2 separate regions of the Mus musculus genome follow, and region 1 is linked to region 2. Evidence: chromatin contacts called from public Micro-C data. All regions are on one chromosome and are shown on one strand. The core of a region is the stretch at or near the end of the contact, and the rest is flanking DNA. Distances in the headings are between cores, read along the strand shown. Region 1 holds the start of Tmem177 (transmembrane protein 177). Region 2 has its middle 21 kb from the start of Gm28209.

The links. A called contact is a pair of places that touch in the nucleus more often than the background predicts.
Region 1: a contact with region 2 is called in a Micro-C map of stem cell-derived neurons, with 2.3 times the contacts expected there. The contact joins the promoter of Tmem177 here to the enhancer-like site in region 2. A contact is called at or near these places in 1 of 39 promoter capture datasets (macrophages), 1 of 15 datasets of contacts at CTCF or cohesin (the NIH/3T3 cell line), 1 of 484 Hi-C or Micro-C datasets (stem cell-derived neurons), 1 of 115 datasets of contacts at active chromatin or transcription factors (embryonic stem cells) and 2 of 9 other capture datasets (liver and pancreatic islet).

What each region holds. Positions count from the first base shown.
Region 1 is chr1:119,911,605-119,918,636 of GRCm38.p6, reverse strand. It overlaps Tmem177 (transmembrane protein 177), which reads left to right and starts at 5,454. Exons shown (of 2, transcript NM_175106.4): 1 at 5,454-5,504. It overlaps Gm28209 (a long non-coding RNA gene), which reads right to left. Exons shown (of 3, transcript XR_003948701.1): 3 at 124-1,229.
Region 2 is chr1:119,877,779-119,884,932 of GRCm38.p6, reverse strand. No RefSeq gene overlaps it. Among named protein-coding and RNA genes, the nearest start is that of Gm28209, 21 kb to the left of the region's middle. Within about 2 kb of position 5,837, at least 55 of the 459 cell types and tissues checked have an H3K27ac peak or open chromatin away from gene starts, as enhancers often do. A contact at or near this core is called in stem cell-derived neurons, where this site is marked.

The DNA.
Region 1 (7,032 bases), core at 4,205-6,704, 34 kb before region 2:
AAGTTTCAGGCAAACAAAAGCTACAGTGAGACCCTGTCTCAAAAACAAAACAACAAAAGCAAGCAACAAACAAAGCAGACAGCACCTGAGTGAACAGAGAAACTAACAAACGAGAACACTCCGTGGGTAGAAAACAGAAAGGTTTACTGGGGATCCAACAGTCAAGGCCACCTTTGGTGGGGTGGGGGAGCAGAGAGAAATACACAAAGAGCAGGAAGATCTGAGAGAGCCTGTGGGTCAGCATCCCGAGTCCAGGTACCAGCAGGAATGATGAAGCAGAGCCTGGAACGGATGCGGTGTGCAGGGACCTGCAGGTTGGGAGTTCCAGGGTGTGGGGATGGTGACGTGAGGGTGGGGAGCGGGGAGGGGATTCTCTGAGGGTTTCAGAGTTACAGTTCTTTTAGACAGTACTCAATGAAACAGCTTTCTCAGCTGAACTTCTGTGAAACAGCTTGTGGGCATGTACTTTATTCAGGGTTGATGAGGGCTATATATGAACCTTGAAGAGTGAGGAGGAGTTTTCAGGGTGAATGCAAGTCATTGGCTGGAACTGAACATACTGGAAATGTCTCATTTGCATGGAGAGTTGGTCCAGAATCTCAGGTACTTGCTGGGCAGATCCTTGTGGGGGGTGGGGGGGAGAAAGTTGAACCTGTAGGTTTGTCAAGGGCTACATGACCTTCCTCAGGTGTGGGTTCAGGCACTCTAGATAAAGTCAAGCAGAGAAGAGGGAGTCCTACTGGAAAAGGGACTCCTCCATTTTGTTTCGAGTTCAGAGCAGCTATCTAGATATGGTAGCCTGAGACCTTAAATAGCAGTGTTTCCCAACAACAGTCAGCAGGTTGGGGATCTGAGCTGATACAGGTTAGGAACTAGGTGTCCTCACCTAAGGTAGTAGACCTTTGAGGGAAGGTCAGGAGAGGTTCTGTGACAGGGCAAGACAGTACAGAGGCTCCTCCATCTTTTATCCTTGCTAAGGCTATTTTAGGTTTAACTAGAATTTGATCTCCTTGGTAGGAAAAAAAACCATGAAAAATCTCCCAACTTTATTCTAGGAACCTGAGGTCAAGATGTCCCAGAAAATGTATCTTAGCGTCTGTTAAATTGCCTGGTGTGTGACCCTCCCTGACCAGTTGTTTATCTTCGCTTCTGTTGAATGACTTGCTTCTGTAAAACTCCTTCCAGCAGCTGTCAATTGAGATACCAGGATGTAGGGGATGGGGGGTTGCCTTAAAAAAAAAAAAAACAAAAAAAAACTTACTCTAAACACTCAACCCTATACTTGGGTCTCAAATACCTGAGTATAATCCCAGCCAGCTGGAAGAAAGACTTTCAATTGGCTGTAAACTATGTCTGAGTGTTCATCTCTGGCTCCTAGTAGCAGTTCCTGGAAAACAGGAACCAGCTTGGGAAATGTACTTCTCTTTTAAACAGAAAGTCATCTTTAGGTTTGTTTATCTGACAACAATCCTGTTTACTGTGCTGCAGTCCTTCTGTTTGGAAAAATGTCACCAACACTGCCATTTATGAGATGGGGGGAGGGGTGTGTGTGTGTGTGTGTGCGTGTGTGGAGAACTATGTCTGAGGTTGACCTCTGACTCTGGTCTCCATGAACATGCACACACAAACACACAGAGTAAGAAACAGGCCAGGGTGGCGCCGAAGTATGCCCAACCACGAGCTGCTCAGCCAGGACAGCGACATTCTCTCTCTCAGAAAGTGCTTGCCTTTAAAGGGTCTCATGTTGTATGTTGGCTTGGCCAGCTTCCTTTGGAGCTTTGGAAACTGCTCAGCAAGTAGACAGCACTTGCCATGCGAGTGTGAGGACCAGAGCTGAGCTTCCCAGAACCCGTGCCAAAGCCTGGTGGGCATGGTAGCCTGCCTGTAACCCGTTCCATGATAGGTGTAGACAGGGCTTCTCAGAACAAGATGGCTTACTAGACTACCAGACTGGCAAACTCTAGATTTAGTGACAGACCTTGCCTCAATCAATAGGTAAAGAGTGACTGAGGGATACACCTACCATCAGCCTTAATCCTTGGCATGCACACATGTACATATATACATGCACATCCACACACATATAAACATGCACACACACACACATGTATATACACATACATACAAAAAATTTTAAAAACAAAACCTTGAGGTGCATACAGAAAGTAGTCAGAGGGCTCTAGCCCCAGTAACCAACAGTGGTTATCTTACACAAAGTTATAAACCAGCCTGCCTCCATCTTAGGCTTGAAAGCCATCTTATAGTAAAGACAAACTAGATTCATTCTTGTTTATAATTAAATATGTTTTTCAAGGATAGGCCCATGCCACCTGCAACCTTAGCTACAAATGGTTTTTTCACTGCCTTTTCTAAGGAACAGCAACCCTTTGTTTCAAAGGGTTATTATAACCATAGTTGTATAACTATTGTTGTGATCGCCTACAGCCATGTGTTTGCTTCAGGAGGTCGTTGGTGACCTGCTTGCTGTGTTTATATTCTGCTCCCACAGCCCCGCCTATTTGCCTGCCAAATCCCCCCTTTCGAAACCTCCTGCTCCAGGATCATAAAAACCCTTACCTGACCCATGTCCAGTGCTGATTTCTTGACCCCTACCTTTAGGGAGAGACAGCCCATGTACATGGATAAAAGTTTGCTTTAATTAATGTGGCTATAGGATTTGGGTCAGTGGCCTTTCTCCTTGCATTTGAGGGATTAACAAGAGACACAAGCATACCCCATCCCAGATACAGCCCAATAAACACAGGACTCTTTATTAAAGCCTTTTGCATATGATAAATAAGATAATTAATGGTTTCATTATGGTTATGATATTTCACGCACGCTTACAATGTTCATCGTATTCACCCTTTCTTGCCCCCCCCCCCCACTGATCTGCTGCTTCTTCTTTTTTTTTTTTTTTTTTTTTTTTGGTTTTTCGAGACAGAGTTTCTCTGTGTAGCTCTGGCTGTCCTGGAACTCATTTGTAGACCAGGCTGGCCTCGAACTCAGAAATCTGCCTGCCTCTGCCTCCAGAGTGCTGGAATTAAAGGCATGCGCCACCACGCCCGGCGATCTGCTGCTTCTTAATTACTCTCTCTTCTACTTTCATCTCTCAGTGTATAACAATGGATTTCATGAGGGTTGCTTACAGGAGCATGGGTGGGAGTTATTTGAAGGAGCACAAGCATTGCCCCAGAGGCTACATGACTGAAGAAAACGTCTTTCTCTCTCCAGCATCCATTAACTTGCCCATAGGTTCTCTCAGAGGGGTGAGGCCTCCCAAGGACCTCCCTGCTCCATGACAGATATTGACCAGTCCAATGCATCTGGCCAGGAGTCACAGCTGCTGTTATGGCTCCGACTTTACCCCTTACTGTAGAGATGCAACAAAGAGCACAGTAGTCTTGATATCTGGACCACCAGCTAGTCAATGACCACCATAATCTTTACACCCTGTTTCTCGGACTTAACTGGCCATCCATTGTTCCACATACCTCATATTGATGGGCTGTTTGTTAGTCCCTTCCACAGCTAACATCATGCCTAACATGACCACAACAACAGTCTGGTCTAAGGAAGAGCTCTCTCCCTCCCCCGGGCCATAGCTAAGGGTGGTAAGAGCTTCACCGAGACCCAGGAGTTCAGTTCTTAATGCTGAAAAAGCAAAGCACTCAGCCTGGGGCATTGGTGTTTTCCTGGCTCTGGATTAAGACTCAGGTCAGAACTTTTGCATTGATCCTCTTGCTCTGGGGGCTTCAGGGTTTGACCAGTGCTAGGCCGTAAGCAATCCTGGCTGTTCAACTATCTGAGAGTAGAGCTTGGGTCTTTGGCCTTCTTAGTTGTATGGACTATTGAGATCTGCCTGTCTCTGCCTCCCAAGTGTTGGGGTTAAAGATCCGGGCCCCCATGGCCATGGAACCAATGCTTTTTATTAAACTTCTTCGCACATACTCTCACACTCCAGGTTCTCGTTCCCTGGAGAATCTGAGTAATACTGGGGGTAAGTGTGTTTTAAAGGACCAACTAAGCTGGGGAGGGGGTGGTGGCTGGTGGTGGCTGTGGTGTGGGCCTTTAATCCCAGCACCCAGGATGTAGAGGCAGGTGGACCTCTGAGTTTGAGGTCAGACTGGTCTACAGAATGAGTTCCAGGACAGCCACAGCTACATAGAGAAATCATATCTTAAAAACCAAACCAAACCAAACCAAAACATCAACTAAGTTCACCCAAAGTGTGGTTTGAGATGTCTCAGGAAATTTGATTTTCAAAACAAAAAAGGAAATTGTGAGATATAAATAAGGAAGATAATCTGTAAGGTGTGTGGATTAATTGAAAGTTGACTATAAACCAAGTAGAATAATATCTTTATACAGAAATTCCTGGATGTATTAAGGTAATATTTGTAAACAGACTTTATGCTTAAAGATATGAGATAGCTCTAACCTACTGAATAGTAATGAAAACACTAGCAATGGTGAGTATTATTTTAACACCCAAAGCCCCTGGGCACTGTTTTTTTAGAAAACTCCTCAGACTATTAATGAGATGGCTGAAGTGGTAAAGTGACTGCCACAAAAGCATGCAGACTTGAGCTCAGTCCTCAGCAGCCACATAAAAACAAACAAAACCAAAAACCTGGCTGTTAATGGTGTATGATTGTAATCCCAGCCCTGGGGAGACAGAAGCAGGCAGACCCCTGGGGCTCACTTGATCAGGCTGGCTACCTTAATTGCTGAACCCCAGATGCCAGTGAGATAACCCTATCTCCAAAAACGGGTCAGCTGTCTCCTGAGGAGCAACATCCAAGTTCACCTATAAATGAATGAGCGCACATTTGTGTATCCACGCATCTACCATTTGTTGGGTGTGCCTTCTAGTAAGTACTTATTACTTAACTCTAATATGGTCTACACCACACTTCTTTTCTTGTATTGTTTTGTTTTGTTTTTCGAGACAGGGTTTCTCTGTATAGCCCTGGCTGTCCTGGAACTCACTTTGTAGACCAGGCTGGCCTCAAACTCAGAAATCCGCCTGCCTCTGCCTCCGGAGTGCTGGAATTAAAGGCGTGTGCCACCACACCCGGCTTTAGACCACAATTCTTGCTGGTCTCACAAGGTCACTTGACCTTCGGAATGCAGCGGTCACTGGCAGCAATTCCAGACCTTTCTGTCCTCGCTTTTCTCATTAAGCTTAGCTCTCCTCCCAGCGTACTGCACAGATACCTATTCGGCGCTACAGAAATCCGGGCCAGCAGGTCTCTATCTTGGCTCCGAAGGGCGCCGCGACACGGCTGAATTGGATAACAAAGTCCTCAAACTGCTCCACCTCGCCCTGAATAAGACCTTAGAGAGCAGACCTCAGGACCAGAACAGAAGCGCTGCTCCAAGCCCCGCCCACAACGCCCGTTCCGCCCACAAAGGCCCCGCCCACAAAGGCCCCCAGACCGGCGTGCTTTGCGCCTGCTCAGTCCGGCGCGGGAGCGGCGTGTTCTAAGGTTGCTACCGAGGTAAGCTCTCCTCTTGGCTGTGAGTTCTCTTATGTCCAGCTTCCGGGTTCAGTCATGTTCCGGTTGTTGGAAGCAGCCCGGTATGTGTCAGGGCGGAATCACATTGAGAGCTCTTCTAAAGCCAGAGCCTACACCTGCTTCTAGGCCAACTGCGAGACTCAGAGGCCGACCCGGGAGAGGTTGTTTTTGTTTTTGTTTTTTGTTTTTTTTTTTGTTCCCTTCCAAGGACCCTGTCTTTTCTAGCCTCAGTTTCCTCTTGGAAAGAATGAGTTAAATGAGTGATACAGAACCCTACGTTTTGTTTACAGTAGTACATTGCTAATCAAACGCTTCGCGGAGATAGGAATAAAGTGAAATTTCATCCAAAGAGAAATAACAGTCATAGTGACATAATCACAGACGAAATAAGGTGCCCAGAATATTCAAAAGTGCGCCTGTGAGACTTTGTCTCAAAAAAAAAACCACCACCAATTAACTTTAAAAACAATATTAACTTTGCTAATGAGTGAGGTGGATGGTCTGTTTGGTCTGTTTGTGTATATATAATAGATAACATTTTTAAGGTGAACAGCTTGCTATGAATCTCTAACGGCCCGTGATCAAATACCGAACCTTTGCTATCAGTGGTTAGCCTGCCAAGAAAAGTGTCTCATGAGGAATGACCTGAACAACAGGAGTTTATTTTTTCTTAGTTCCAGAGCTGGAGGTCCAAGACTCAGGTGTGGCCAAGCTAGGCTCCCTGGGTATTTCAGCAAGGCTAACAAATGGCCATCTTACCCCTGGATCTTCATGTGGTATTTTTTCTGTATGTGTCCGGATCTGAGCTCGAAAGCAGTGAGATCTGAGTATTGCTATCCCACGAACCTTCCGTTTCTATTTCAATGATAGGCCGAAGCTCCAAATACAGCCACCTCGTAAGATAATGGAAATGTGGCTCAACCATGGGAGCTTGGTGGAAGTAGGGACACTAGGCAGCATGTGACACTGCCACTTGTGGTTTTGGCCAATAAACCTGTCCAGCTGCATCCCTTTTCACAGCTGGAAATAAACTGTTGTGGTATGGGCTCTGAAGTATGATTTTTTTTTTCTTAGACTGACTGAATCCAGTGAATTCTCTGTGTCCTCAGACTCTATATTTGGTGATACCACCAGCTACATATCAAAAAATGTTTTGGAAGGAAAATTTGTATCTGTACTGAACATGGCTTTATTTTCTGGCCTTTAATTCCTAAGCAATATAGCATCACAAATTACAAATGTAGTGTTTGCATTGTAATAGGTTCTGTAATAACAAATACTAAGCCTTTTTGTAAGAGATGAGCATGTGAGGATCTTGGAATGTTTGTATCTTGAATCTAATCCTCTAAGGATATGCACATATAGTATTTATGTATAAATGTGTGCGTTTAAATATTCCCTGTGTTTATTAGTGTTACATGTATTTCCTAGTACAGTTGGCTGTCTGTGTCCATGCATATTCAATCAGCCAAGAACTGAAAATATGCAAGCAAAACTGTGTCTGCTGAGC
Region 2 (7,154 bases), core at 4,588-7,087:
TTGTCATAACAAGGAGACCATTACATGTGGTCTAACCTGCAGGTGAAATGGTCAAAAGGTCCAAATGATCTCTGTGTATAAGAAAGGACCAGATGCTGGGATCCATCAGTGGACAGAAAAGGACATGGAGTTTAAATGAGTAATGGACCGCATGTACACAAATCAACAAGGTAATCCCAGCTTAGCGTAGTGATAAGGTGATAAGGACTTTACCTAGCATATATGAGACCCTGGCTTCAATCCCCAGCACTGACTGGCTGTGCAGGATTCATTCTGTGACCATATCAAATGCCCTTGAACTTCTCTGTAAAATCTTCCTAGTTCCCTTCCTACAGTCAGGATTTTCCTTCCTTTGGGGAAGGGACTCAGAGGTTAAGTGCCAGTTTGTCCCCGTGCGTTCCTTACAAGCATCCCTCCTTGGCTGGGAGGCAAGCATTACAAGAGAAGATCCTGGCATGGAAAGAGCTGCCAGCTGGTCCCATACCCACATCTTTTCAGTAAATTTCTCTCAAGCATATGTACACATACAAATACGCCTTCTGTTGAATGCAGTGAAATTATCTTTCACAAAGGCTGGAGAAAATATGAGACCATGAAGTCAAAGCTGGGCTTTGGGACAAAGTACAGTTTTCACAGAGAGACTCTATGTCACTCTGGCTTTTGGGTGTGGGATTTTAATAGTCAACAGATTTGTATGGCCTGGGGAGGCTTGTTTGTCAGTGTCTAGTGTTCTGAAAAAGACTTGTCCAACCTGGCTAACCAGATACTGCTCAAGTCAGGCTGAAATATCCCCTCCTGGAGACTTAAGATGTAAATGAAGCCAGGCATGGTGGCATACACCTTTAATCCCAGCACTGGAGAGGCAGAGGCAGAGGCAGAGGCAGAGGCAGAGGCAGAGGCAGAGGCAGAGGCAGAGGCAGAGGCAGAGGCAGAGGCAGAGGCAGAGGCAGAGGCAGAGGCAGAGGCAGAGGCAGAGGCAGAGGCAGAGGCAGGAGGATCTCTGTGAGTTCAAATCAGCCTCATCTATAGAGAGTTCCAGGACAGCCAGGGTATACTGACTAGCTCTATGTCAACTTGACACAAGCTAGAGTCATCTGAGAGGAAGGAACCTCAGTTGAGAAAAGGCCTTCATAAGATCTGGCTGTAGGGCATTTTCTTAATTAGTGATTGATGGGGAGGGCCCAGCCCATGGTAGGTCTTTCTGCCCCTGGGCTGGTGGTTCTGGATTCTATAAGAAAGCAGGCTAAGCAGGCCAAGAGGAGTAAGTCAGTAAGCATCAGTCCTCCATGGCCTCTGCATCAGCTCCTGCCTCCAGGTCCTTACCCTGTTTGAGGTTCTGACTTCTTTCAATGATGGACAGTGACATAGAAGTGTAAGCCAAATAATCCTTTTCCTCTCCAACTTGCTTTGGTCGTGGTGTTTCGTCACATCAATAGAAAATCTAATTAAGACACAGAGCAGCTACTTTCTCAAAAACAAACAAATATAAATGAGACATACAAGGTATAGGAAGTAAAGGAAACTTAGAAACTCCAGAAAGTTTCAAGATTCACAGGTCCCCGCACTCCCCAGAACAAAACCTTCTCCAATATTATGCTATTTAAACTGTGTGTGTGTGTGTGTGTGTGTGTGTGTGTGTGTGTGTGTGTGTGCGCACGCGCGTGCATATGCACCTACAGGAAATGCAACTAGATGTCATTTGGAGATTTTTTTTTTTTTTTTTAGTCTCCTAAAAGACCTCGTCCTAGGCAATTGGTCCTAACCTGTTCGAAGGTAGAGTCGCTAGTACTTTCTCTTGAGAGGTTTGTTTTTGTTTTGAGGTTCGGTCACGGTCACATGTATCTCGAGCTGGATTCCAGCTTGCTTTAACAGCTCGCCAAGGCTGTGTTCTAGAGTTCCAGTGTGACAGCTTCAGGCAGCCCCACCTCTTTTGATGACTGTGATTGCTTAGATGATTATGGGGAGGGGCCTTGGGACTCACAACTTTCAGGAGTTTCCTGAGTCTCCTTCCAGGAGGGAGGATTTCAACCTGAAGGAGCCAGCTGCAGAAGCCACAAAAGTGCTGCCAGCAGCGACACACACCTACAAGTGCACATCCAGCAAGAAAGGCGAAAACTGTCCCCAAACGCAGACTAGATGTTCCCCATTTGTCTTGTTTTAGGATACTGGGGCTTGGACCTAGGGCCTCCAGTATACGTGGCAAACATTGCACAAATGAGCTGTCTTGTCTCCCTGGCCTAGCTTTCATCCTGTACCTAAAGAGGATGTCCCACGCATGTTAGCCTCAGAGTCTTCAGCCAGACCCCTGGCAGACACAGAGTTTGCTTTAGATCAATCAGTCTTCCTACGCTGCTCTCAAGAGCTGGAAATGGGTCACTGTCCCTTGACTCTGCTACTTTAAGAAACAGAGGAGAATTGAACAAAACTGAGGGCTGGAGAGATGGTTAGGTGGTTAAGGGCACTTGTTGCTCTTCCAGAGAACTCAAGTCTGTTTCCTAGTCCCTGCATGAGGTGGCATACAAGGCCTGTAACTCCAGCTCCAGGGGATCCGATGGTCTCCACGGGTACCTGCACATGGGTGCCAAAGACATACACATAAAGACAAATCTTAACAAAACTAAACCCCAAGAGGGATTAGATCACGGAAACCAGGGGGATTATCAGTGGTATAGCACTACATAAAACCTTGTGTTTGGACTTGGACTCCAATTTCAGCTGATGTCTGCTTTTTCTCTCGAGGAAATAATAATATTCATTTAACAAGAGTGTATCTGAAAGTTAAAGTAAAAGAAATTGTGCCTGTCATATAGCAGGTACATAATTAACTTCCTAGGATCATAATTAAAAGCATGGTGTCTCCACAAGGAGACCTACAGAATCAACTAACCTGGGCCTATAGGGGTTCACAGAGACTAAGAACCACCAACCAAAGAGCATGCAGGCGCTGGACCTAGGCCCCCTAGACATTTGTAGCAGATGCACAGCTTGGTCTTTATGTGGGTTCCCCACAATTGGAGCAGAGGTTGTCTCTGACTCTGTTGTCTGCAATTGGATTCCTTTCTCCTAGCTGGACTGCCTTGTCTGGCCTAGGTGGGAGAGGATGTGCCTAGTCCTGCTGAGACTTGATGTCCCAGGGTGGGTGGTACCAAAGGGCTTTCCTTTGGAGAATGGGAAGGGACATTAGGGGAGGAATTTGTAAGGGTGAGACCAGGAGGAGAGGAGGGAGTGGAGATGTGATCAGTATGTAAAGTGAGTAGATAAATAGATAGATAGATAGATAGATAGATAGATAGATAATTTAATTAATGAAATAAGCATACCCAAACCTAGGATACCCAAGATATAAGATACAATTTGCTAAACACATGAAACTCAAGAAGAATGAAGACTGAAGTGTGGACACTATGCCCCTCCTTAGAATTGGGAACAAAACACCCATGGAAGGAGTTACAAAGACAAAGTTTGGAGCTGAGATGAAAGGATGGACCATGTAGAGACTGCCATATCCAGGGATCCACCCCATAATCAGCATCCAAACGCTGACACCATTGCATATATTAGCAAGATTTTATCGAAAGGACCCAGATGTAGCTGTCTCTTGTGAGACTATGCCGGGGCCTAGCAAACACAGAAGTGGATGCTCACAGTCAGCTAATGGATGGATCACAGGGCTCCCAATGGAGGAGCTAGAGAAAGTACCCAAGGAGCTAAAGGGATCTGCAACCCTATAGGTGGATCAACATTATGAACTAACCAGTACCCCGGAGCTCTTGACTCTAGCTGCATATGTATCAAAAGATGGCCTAGTCGGCATCACTGGAAAGAGAGGCCCATTGGACACGCAAACTTTATATGCCCCAGTACAGGGGAACGCCAGGGCCAAAAAGGGGGAGTGGGGGGGTAGGGGAGTGGGGATGGGTGGGTATGGGGGACTTTTGGTATAGCATTGGAAATGTAAATGAGCTAAATACCTAATAAAAATGGGAAAAAAAACTAAACAAAACAAAAAACAAAAAAACAAAACAAAACAAAAAAAAGAAATAAGCATAGTGTCTGATAGATCGCAGATATGTAATTAAATGTATAGTCTCTGAATACAGTAAGCACATATTTACTGCATAATAAAAACCATAGTGTCAGGCTGAGATGGCTTGTTTGGTGAAGAGCTGGCCTTATAAGCACAAAGACCCAAGTTCAATCCCCAGAATCCACATAAAAATGGCTGGGTGTGGTGGCTCAGGCTTGTAATTACAGACCTAGAGAGGCAGAGACATGTGTATCCCTGGAACTCACTAACCTAGCCTACTTGGTGTGTTCTAGGCTAGTGAAAAACTGTCTCCAAAAAAACCCAAAGTAGGTGTGATGAGATGATTAGGCAAATAAAGGTCCTACAGATTGTTCCTCTGAACTGCACACACACACACTCACACACACACTCACACACATACATACACACACACACTCTCACACAAACACTCATACACACACATACACACACACACACACACTCTCACACACACACTCACACACAGACACACACACACATACACACCATGACACAGACACACACACACTCACACACACAGACTCTCTCACACACACACACACTCACACACAAACATACACACACATACACACACACATACACAAACACACCATGACACAGTAAATAAATAAACAAATAAATGTAATGAAATCTTTTTAAAAGGTGTCTTTATCCGTCTGTATGTGTATGTGTGCTTGCTGCATGAGTTTATGTGTACCACAGGCTTGCAGATGCTCGAGGACCCCCTGCATACAGAGTTACAAGTTGCCTGATGTGGATGCTGGGGGTCCAACTTGGGTCCTGTATAAGAGCAGTAAGTGCTCTAGACTGCTGAGCCATCTCTCCAGGCCCTCATATTTTTTTTTCAAAGATTAAAACCCAAAAGGTAGTTGGCACCTAAGGAACAACAGCTGAGGTTGTCCTCTGGTGTCCCTGTGCAGGCGCACCTGCATATGTACAAACAAGCACATCCATGCACATAAACACACACAAACACGCATAGGCAAGCATAGCGTCTGACATAACACAGACATAACTTAAGTGTACAGGGTGCATGCACACAACGGGCACACATCTAAAGGCACAGTGTTTGACACACAGTGAGTATGCAGGTGTACTGTCTTCCCCAGGCTCTGCCGAGCTTCAGCAAGTGGCCTGTAGCCCTTCATCTCTGATAGTCCTTTGTGTGTGGTGAGCATTTAATAGATACTGAAAGTATGGCCAAACGAGTAGTCCTCTGAGTTATCAGACTCTTTTCTCCTCCCTAATACTAAGAAGCATTGGAAAAACAGCATAGCCCATTCTTGCTTTGATGCTAGCAGTATTTTCAGACACTGAATCTGAATTTCAACTATCACAAGTGTGTGACCTTCATTTCCACACAGCTGTGGTCCTCTTTGATTTTGATTTTCTCTTCCTGTTTTCTTGGTTCTCTTTATCTCCTTTTGGTTTTGTTTTCTCGGTGTACTGGTTCTAAGTGTCCATGGTATACGCTACACTTGTAGAGAGAGATGGAGGGAAAACAAGCATGAAGGCAAATGAGATCTTAGCTTAACTACGGACCCTGAGGACGCATTGAAGCCTTTCCTCCATTAGCAAGTGAGTTTCTTACCATGCTGGTGCAGTTCGTACCAGACTTTCCAGCAGGCCTTGTTCCAAGGGGCCATGAATGCCAACGGGGTACTGTGGCCTAAAAGATGTCCACAAAAAAGGCCTCTTTTAGAAGGCAGCCCACATTGCACAGTTGGCAAATGCTAAGCCGAGCGTTCCCCCAGCTTCCAGAGGGAAATGAAAGACGCTTTCCCCATAGCTTCTCTTCCAAGCTCTTACAGCTGGAAGGGCAGGGGAGCCAAGTTCCGCCCTTTTCAGTGTGGGTTGTCACTAGCATGCCAGGATTTTCTGATAGATTAGCCAAACACCCAACACAAGAGAAAGGCCTATCACGCATCTTTCTGCTTATCCATCATTAAATGCTCCATTTCACCCCAAAGAACCTGACTTTTCCTTTTTGCCTTCTGCCATAGCTCAAAAACACCACTGAGGAGATATTTCTTCTAAAAGCTGACAGAGGGACTTGGAAGAAAGTAGTGGGGGGTCCCAAGCAGACCTCTTATTTGTAACTCTGCACCCGAAGGTCTCTGTGATTCTTAGAATCTGCGAGGGTTTTCTAGGATCACTGCTGAATTTTTCCTGACTGAGACGTAGATGCCCAGAGGACTAAAGTGGCACATCCAAGGTCATAAGCCTGGCATAGGGGAGGGCTAAGGCTAGAGCTGGCCTATATGTATATGCATGTGTGCGTTTGAGGGGGTGTGGGGATGCGATGTGTGTGTGTGTGTCTTTGGGGGGTGGAGGGAGAATAAAAGGGCAAGGGAGAAAGACAGAGAGTGCAAGCAAGAGTGCATGTGAGCTCATGAGCACGTGGGCACGTGGAGCCAGACATTTACTTCCTGTATCTTTCTCAGTTGCTCTCCACCTTATTTTATGAGACAGGGTCTTTCACTGAACAGGTTTACTCACCAGTTGATAGACTTGCTAACCAGAGAGATCCAGGAATCCACCTGTCTCTTCCCTGGGTGCTGGAGCGACTGATGTGTGGCCACATCCACTTTTCCATGGCTGTTGGGGATCAGGTCTTCATACTGTTTCAAGCCTGTACTTTACCTGATGAGCCATTTACCCAGCTCCAGGTCATACATTATATATATATATATATATGTACACACACACATATATACATAAATATGTGGGTGTGGGTGTGGGTGTGGGTGTGCGCGCGTGTGCATGCAAGTCTATGGTGCATTTTCTTGATTGATGACTGATGTTGGAGGACTGAGCTCACCGTAGGCAGTGACTCCTCTATGGCTTCTATATCAGTTCCTGCCTCCTTGTTCCTGCTTTGAGTTCCTGCCCTGACTTCCCTGGATGATGGTCTGCAATCTATAAGATGAAGTGAATCTTTTTTTCTCCCCAAGTTGCTTACGGTCATGGTATCTTATGACAGCAATAGAAAAGCCTAGCTAAGATGGCATAGTTATCCTCAGACTCTCTGAAATGGTTTTGTGTTTGTTTTTTATCACTAGCCTCAGATGGCCTGGAGCTCACTGTG